2 separate regions of the Gossypium hirsutum genome follow, and region 1 is linked to region 2. A link is a contact called in public Hi-C data. All regions are on one chromosome and are shown on one strand. The core of a region is the stretch at or near the end of the contact, and the rest is flanking DNA. Distances in the headings are between cores, read along the strand shown. Region 1 holds the start of LOC107909624. Region 2 overlaps LOC107909664 (nucleobase-ascorbate transporter 7).

Evidence for each region. A called contact is a pair of places that touch in the nucleus more often than the background predicts.
Region 1: a Hi-C map of leaf shows a contact between it and region 2, with 2.4 times the contacts expected there. The contact joins the promoter of LOC107909624 here to the enhancer-like site in region 2. A contact is called at or near these places in 6 of 34 Hi-C or Micro-C datasets (all in leaf).

Annotation. Positions count from the first base shown.
Region 1 is chrD02:62,314,499-62,318,358 of Gossypium_hirsutum_v2.1, reverse strand. LOC107909624 reads right to left here and starts at 1,668. Exons shown (of 14, transcript XM_041088352.1): 1 at 1,286-1,668; 2 at 633-1,029; 3 at 234-392. The coding sequence starts at 995.
Region 2 is chrD02:62,204,885-62,208,592 of Gossypium_hirsutum_v2.1, reverse strand. It overlaps LOC107909664 (nucleobase-ascorbate transporter 7), which reads right to left. Exons shown (of 14, transcript XM_041088953.1): 9 at 3,663-3,708; 10 at 3,463-3,521; 11 at 3,293-3,384; 12 at 3,132-3,209; 13 at 2,882-3,042; 14 at 2,151-2,805. The coding sequence ends at 2,755. Among protein-coding and RNA genes, the nearest start is that of LOC107909664, 16 kb to the right of the region's middle. Within about 2 kb of position 2,237, at least 4 of the 9 cell types and tissues checked have an H3K27ac peak or open chromatin away from gene starts, as enhancers often do. A contact at or near this core is called in leaf, where this site is marked.

The DNA.
Region 1 (3,860 bases), core at 419-2,918, 110 kb before region 2:
ACAAATAAATTGATCATTGATGGCCTAACCTCCAAGCAGATCACATTAATTGGGAGATGCAAGTTTTATGTGCAATTGCTGTCACAAGAACACATTCAAGCAAACAGAGACATGGGTGCAGGTGCAGAAAAAAAGGAAGACAACATCAAAATATTTTTTTTCTTTTTCTGACAGACTAGTTCAAACAAACAACAAATCTGCAGTATGCATAAGGTTCATGCTCAATGTCTCACCTGGAAAGGGCAGGGAATGAGCGCTCCAAAAAGATCCTCTTTCACATCTGCAGCTCTAATAGTGTAGAGAGCATTCTTAAGCCCACAGGAAGACAGATATATTTCAGTTTCCTTTGTCAAAGAGTAGCCTTTGTAGACACTGACCGGAGGATCACATATCTACACCAAAAGAACAATAACATGTCAAAGTTAACTGAAAAGCGAAAAGAAAAAACACAGTATCTAAATTTGAAAGACTACTATGTTATTTGCATTACAATTATTATGTCATTTCATTGAAATCTAAAAAGCACATAACTATTAATATTGCAATTTGAAATAACACAGTATAGCACAACAATTAGCCTAAAAGTAAATTAACTTTAGGTGACATTAGAAAAAGGAAGTAAGAAGAATTACCGAGGATCCAACTTGGGCCTGACAATCAGCAAAGCTCTTGAAAACACCAACAGTATCTCCCTTTCTCACTACAAAGAATGCATCTTTCTCGTTTTCCATCACCGGTGGTTGTTCAGGATGAACTTTTTTAGTCCTGGATGCTTTTTTTGTGCTACTACTACTTTTACTTTTCCGGGAAGAGTAACACTGAGTGCGAAATCTTGTCAACAAGAACTCTAAATCCACAGTCTTCACACCCGCGTGCTCAAGATTTCTTCTCCATAAGGGAACATGGCATTGGTTCAAAGAAGTTGTTGCAATGAAATTACCAGCCTTTCTAAATAAAGCTGAGCCATAAGCACGCACGTGTGGCAGGCAGTTCATCAGAGAGTAAAATTGCTCCGCACTGCCTAAATTTCTAGAGTTAAAACAAATATAAGTTTCTAACTAAATGACTGATATTCCGAATTGTTTGTAGCATTTGGCGTTTAATCATTTCTATTGATAAGCCCTCCCCCAAAAAAAGAATAATTTTTTCATCTGCTTTTTCAGCAATGGAGACTTTCATAGCAATAGCTAAAGGAGCGAAATAAACCCTAGGTAGGAAATTGAGAAAGAAAGCCAAAGACAAAAAAGGGAAGGGCCAAGGAATGAGATATATTGTTAAAACATACCATTACCAATGTAGGAGCTGGAAACAGAGACGAACTGGAAGTAGCCTTCTTCTGCTGATATTCACGCCGGAGAGTGACGGAAAAAGATGGGTTCCGGGTGGTTTAAAGAAGTGGGGATAAATGGAGTTCTGCTGATATCCAATCGTCCTTGAAGAGTTTTTAGTTCCCTCTTCAGTTAAACTCTTCTCTATCTCTTCTCTCTTTCTTTTTTTTTCCCCCGAATTAAGCAATCCAAACTTACCCAACTGTTCTTGGAACACCTAAGCCTAATTCTTCAAGTAGTTTGGGCTCCTATGATGCCCATTTGTTCATGGGTTTGGTCCCCTTAAACACCTTTCAGTTGGCATGTAAAAATCAAAACAAAACACAAAGTACATTTACATAAACCACATGCCGACTCCATATGTTTCATTTATGTACTTTTTTTTAATGTTTTAATCAGGACATTCGTTAGTCTCTTTAAAATCTCAGCGTTAAATACATATGCAACTTAGTTCCTACTTGTGGAGTAAAACCAAAATTTCACTAACAACGCAATTGCTTCTGTTTGGAAGAGAATATAGAATGCGTTTAAAAAATTATTTAATAATTGAATTTGAGTATAATTACATGTGTGGCATGTTTAATTAACCATTATAATTAATAAGTTTAATTAAATTTACATGAATATTTACTTTCTATTATTATTATTTATTAAAAAAAACTATCAAAAATAATATTAAGAATTAAGATATAATCGTACTATGCCAACCAAACATGTCTTGTAATTATAATTAGTAATCTAATAATTATGATTTGTACACAACCATAACCCAATGGTAATCTCTATGATTTGAACGATGAAAGTTATAATTTTTAAGCAATCTATATTGAGACTTGACATTGCATATTTACTTGGTCACTAATGCTTGGTTTTTCAGCCACACCAGAACGAAGATTCAACAACAGCTTCTAACTGATCTAATGATGGAATGTGGTATCGAATCCTCAAGAAATTTGAAGCAGTTTATTTACGTCCTCATCTTTAAGAGATTAGTTCTTAAGAAGGGTTCGAGTTCCTCTATTCTCAGCTCTTTTATCCAATAGGCAAAAATCTTGCCAAGTGTTACTTTAATCGCTTATATAATTCTTTTTAGGGTAAACTATACAAATAGTTGTTCAATTATGTTTGCATTCTTGTTTTAGTCACTCAACTTTAATAATTTTCAATTTAGACATTAGCGTTTGAATTCGTTGTTGTTTTGATCATTGTTGTCGAAACCATTTTTTTGAAAAAAACAAAAATTTTAGGTTGTCAACTTTAAAAAATAAAAATTGTGAGTCGCCACCAATCTTTTATTAAGGTGTGATTGGGTCACCTAAAAATGACTTTGGTCTACAAATTTTAGAAAAACGGTCCGGGAGTCGGTTACGTATGAGGAAGGATTAGCACTCTCATTACGCCCAAAAATTGGTACCTAGTTAATTAATTAATGTCTTACTGTCGAAAATTTGAAAATCGTAATCCTTAGCAAAAACTTAAAACGTTACGTATTAAGACCCTTATCATTTTAGAGAAATAAAATATCACACCCAATACGTTAGGGCACGACATTCTAATTTTCCCCCAAAATGAATTAGGGCAAAATACTAGTGCAATAAAAAATGTAAAAGAATATCCATTTATTCAAGATTTAAGAAATCGCGGCCCAATACGTTAGGGCACAATTCCTCTAAAATCCCAAACTCGAAATATTTCCTTTATTATTTTTTTAAAAAAATATTCATTTCGAGAAATCAATGCGTCACATCCAATACGTTAGGACACAACTTGTTAAATTCCCAATAATGAGTTCTTATTTTTTTTATTAAAGAGAAATCCTCGATTGTTAGATTTTCAAAAAAATCGGAACCCAATTAAATAAGAGTATTACCTCTATTTTGAAGCGTTTTATTTTAAAATTAAATAAGAGATAGGGTAATGTTATGTTGAATATGTGAATGAATGCCCCTTAAACAAATATCAATAATAAATACAACAATTTTACAGAAATAATATGAATAAACAAATAAATAAACAAAATAATGACGTGCAAAATATCAAATAAATAGGCAAGATAATAATAAAAATATGCAAACATAAATTAATAAGCGAATAAAAAAATATACCTGTACACATAAAAAATACATAAGTTTTAAACAATTAATATAATATTAAAATTAATTAAATAAATTAAACATGTGTATATAAATATAAGTATGCGAAAATTTTAGTATAAAAAAACATAAATACATGCTTAAATATATATATAAAAAATAATAATAATAATTGCATATGAGAATTATAAAATAAAAATTAAAAGAATACAATTGCATTATAAAAAATATTAATTTTTAAAGAAAATATGAAAATGGACTAAATTGGATCGCCAGTAAAGATCCGGGGTAAATTCACAAATAAATAAAGTCTGGAGGACTTAATTGAATGCTCGAATTACATAGAGGGGCTGGAAGGGCAATTTTCCCTTCTCCTCTAAACGACGCCGTTCAAATTAGAACAAATTGAAATAAAAATAAATAAAAGGGTAAATTAAAA
Region 2 (3,708 bases), core at 988-3,487:
AAAAATTTAACCCTCAATATTGATCCATTTTGTGTAATTTAGTCCTAATTAAAAAAAAAATCAACAAATTTAATCTTCAATGTTTAGACATCCTATCAATTTGATCATATTCTAAAAATTAAAAGAAATATATAATTCAATATATTTGCATATACTCATACACAAACCCATCATATTTATATGAAAAATCTAAACAACAACAGTAATGTTAGATATATATGCATGATTAAAATTGATATCAACATTCCGTTGGACACATTTTTCTACACGTTATCTTAACCAATACCATTAAACACCGGCTAATTAAATTATTATTTTTACTGCAAAATTAATCTAGGGTTGTAGCCGGTATCTACTAGCAGCACCTCTGGATTTGTCTGGACACGAGCAAGAACTATAACTGCTGTCACAAAGTGAAACACCATAATAAAATTTCAACAACATTGATATTAACTCCATAATTGTGACATTATATAATATATGTGATTGAAAACAATGAAAGGTTTAAGGTTAGTCATTTACTTTTTTTGCTTTTGCTTTTCCGCTATTGCAACACCACCACCACCATTTTGTCTCTTAACTTTTATTGTTTTCCCCCAAACAAAGAAACACACATTCGATTGACGTTAACACCCAAATTCATGCATGTTCGAAAAAGATATCTTCATGCACCTTATTTATTTATTAATTAATTTCTTTTCAACATCCCCTTTTTGATGACTGATGATTGCCCTTGTTCCTTTGCATGCATTTGGAATTAGGAATATGAATTATTGAAATTGTTAGGCTAAGTGGCTAACCACAAAATGCCGACTGTGAAGAGAAATCAGGAATTGACACAACAGGATACATGGTGGTCTGCTTGTCACCTTCTTCTTCTTAATTGCATCAAATCAAACAATGCAGGTTGTCCCCTTTTTTTATAAAACACAAATAAATTATTATACGAGATAATCTATCTATTTCTTTTTTTTTTCATTTGAATTACAAAAAAGAAGAAGGAACAAAATAGCTTTTCTTTTATTAAATTAAATTAAACATATTGATGTGAGAAAAATCAGTTACATATAACCATGCTTAAACAATAATAATTATAAATATAATTAAAAGAACAAATTAAATCTCTATAAACTAAATGGTTTTTTTTAGAATAAAAAATACAGTGGCTTATAATTAAATAAAAAATCGAACGCAGAATGAGTTCTTTTCTTATGATTTGGAATTTGCTAGTAAAAAGTTTGTACATTATGTTGATCAAAGTGAGTACAACATGTCAACTAGCTCAAAAGAGTGTCGGAAAAAAAATTAGTGCCTTAGCGAAACATTGCAAGTAATCATTAAATTTACACAATAGTTGGCCGGACAAAAACAAAAAAAAAAAAAAAACAACTAGATAAATCTGGTCCTACCATGCAAAACATCCATACAAATGACTTTTTTTTTTCTTTTTTCTTTTTAATATAGTTTAAGAAAAACAATCTTTGATGGAGTATTAACTCAAATGGCAATCTTTTTATTATAATAATTAGGAAGACGGGATTTGAGCACGACTAAGTGCATAATTTTTTCAAAATTGTTAGATGTGCTAAAATTTAGGCTTAGTTGTTTCTTTAATAACTGGGAAAAGGGAATCTGAAATCTGAAACCATGTAGCCAGTACATATGAGATTGTTTTAGCATGATTTTTGGAAAGTTTTTTCCCCACATGAGAATTGTTATTACTTGTTAGGATCTGAATGCAGCTAAAAAGTTTGACAGTCTACCAATATCAATAAACAAATTGAGAAATTGGGTTTTGAATTTAATGTAGGCAAGAGACTAGAGATTAAGGCAACCGGAGAAATTATTGGAGCTTTAATTGTGTTTATACTTTATGGTACCATGGATGAATGACCTTATATTCTTTGGCCAAATGAGCAGTTCCTAGAATTGTGGGGGAACAATGGTCCTCACCCTTCTGTCTTTCCCACTTGTATCCTGTTAATAGTCTGTCAGAAAAAGACTGGGATCGCATCTTCAAATAATCCAATCTGCTCATCCTACAATCTCAACTTTTTCTTAAGCATTCGTATCTGTTCTGTTTGTATCAGATATGACTACACTCCATATAGATGCATAGGCAAGCTATGTTGGCGACAAGATGATGCGAATGGAAAAAACCAAACATCAAATATTGACCCGCAGGAGAAAACTACAAATAAATTTGAACCCAATAATCTGAAGGACGGTAGAGTTTGGAGATGGTTCATTGGGCCTTTATAAAAGTCCAATAATGGACATACGCACTATGTTATGTAAGATGTCCTAAATAATCTGCTTGTGAGTTGTAATGTAATAGCATTCACCATTTTGGATTTAAGGCGATATGGAAGTACCACTGAATGTACATATTTGTTTGCAGCACTACTTTGCACCAGCGTATGTTTGTTTTTCATCATGGAGTCGGGAATTGGTGAAAATGGGCAAAGATGGAGTTTCTAGTGATGGAAGCGTAGTATTGAGGTTGCATGCATGGCTTGAGCATCAAGCTTATAAGCTGTGTCCAACTTCACACTGATGGGAAGAACTTGTTGAGATTGAAAGGCAAGGCATAGAACTCCTCACTTCTTGCATCTTTTTTAAATGATTTGAACTTCTCCCACAAGTGCATGCCACGTTCCCTCTTAGTCGCATTTTCTTTCCCGTGCAACGTCACATCGAGAAACATCGCCAATGAACCCGCAACAAATGCTTCGGATGAGAACGGCACATTTATCATGTCGTTGAACTGCAAAATGAGAACAGCACATTTATCATGTCGTTGAACTGCAAAAAAGAGCAGGAATAACTATGTTTTCTGCTAGAGTTGTAAAAAGGGGGTAAAAGGGAAACAGATAGTTACCCATCTGGCGCCGGTGTGAACTGGACCGAAACCGTTAATTGCTGTGTACTCGTTGAAGTACTGCGGTATTGATAGTCCCATGAAAACAGAGAAACCTAATATGAACTTTATTTTGAAGTTGTTTAAGTTACAGAATTGAAGCAAGCTGAGACCCCCTGAACCTGAACCATGCAATTAGCACAAATTGTTGAATTATGGAAATCTTGAATGGAACAGTAATGGTATATAGCTTGATTCCAACCGAACTTACCAACGTATCCAAAGAAAAGACAATATAAAGCTGCAATGATTGGAGCTGGAATTGAAGCGAAAACAGCTCCGAATTTTCCTGATTTGCAGTGCATGTATACAAATATGATTAAGTGAGAGACAGATCAGAGAAAGACAGAGAGATTGGCATTTGAAACTGACCAAGGATGGAGAAGAAGATCATGAACCCTGCAGATATTTGGACAACTCTTCTACTTCCGACACGTGTCATTGCCAACAAACCGCCATTCTCGCTGCCACAGTTCACAAAGGAGTTAGATGAACAAATATTGTTTTACTTGTGTGCCACTAGTTTCAGGAAAGAATCTTACACTGAAACGGATGACCCATTCCCAGTTCCAAATATCCCAGAAAAGAGAATGCCAATACCCTAGGATTGAAGCAAAACAAGCCAAATTAAAAGGGGGATCGCAAAGAGATTAATACTGTACTCGTCATGTTAAAAAGTCCACCAAGCAAATTGATTTAAGTCCTAGCAATTTGCACAGAAATTTTATCAGTTTATCTTTACCTGCCAACCGATACCACGGCTAAGAATGGAAGGGGGCATTGGAGTT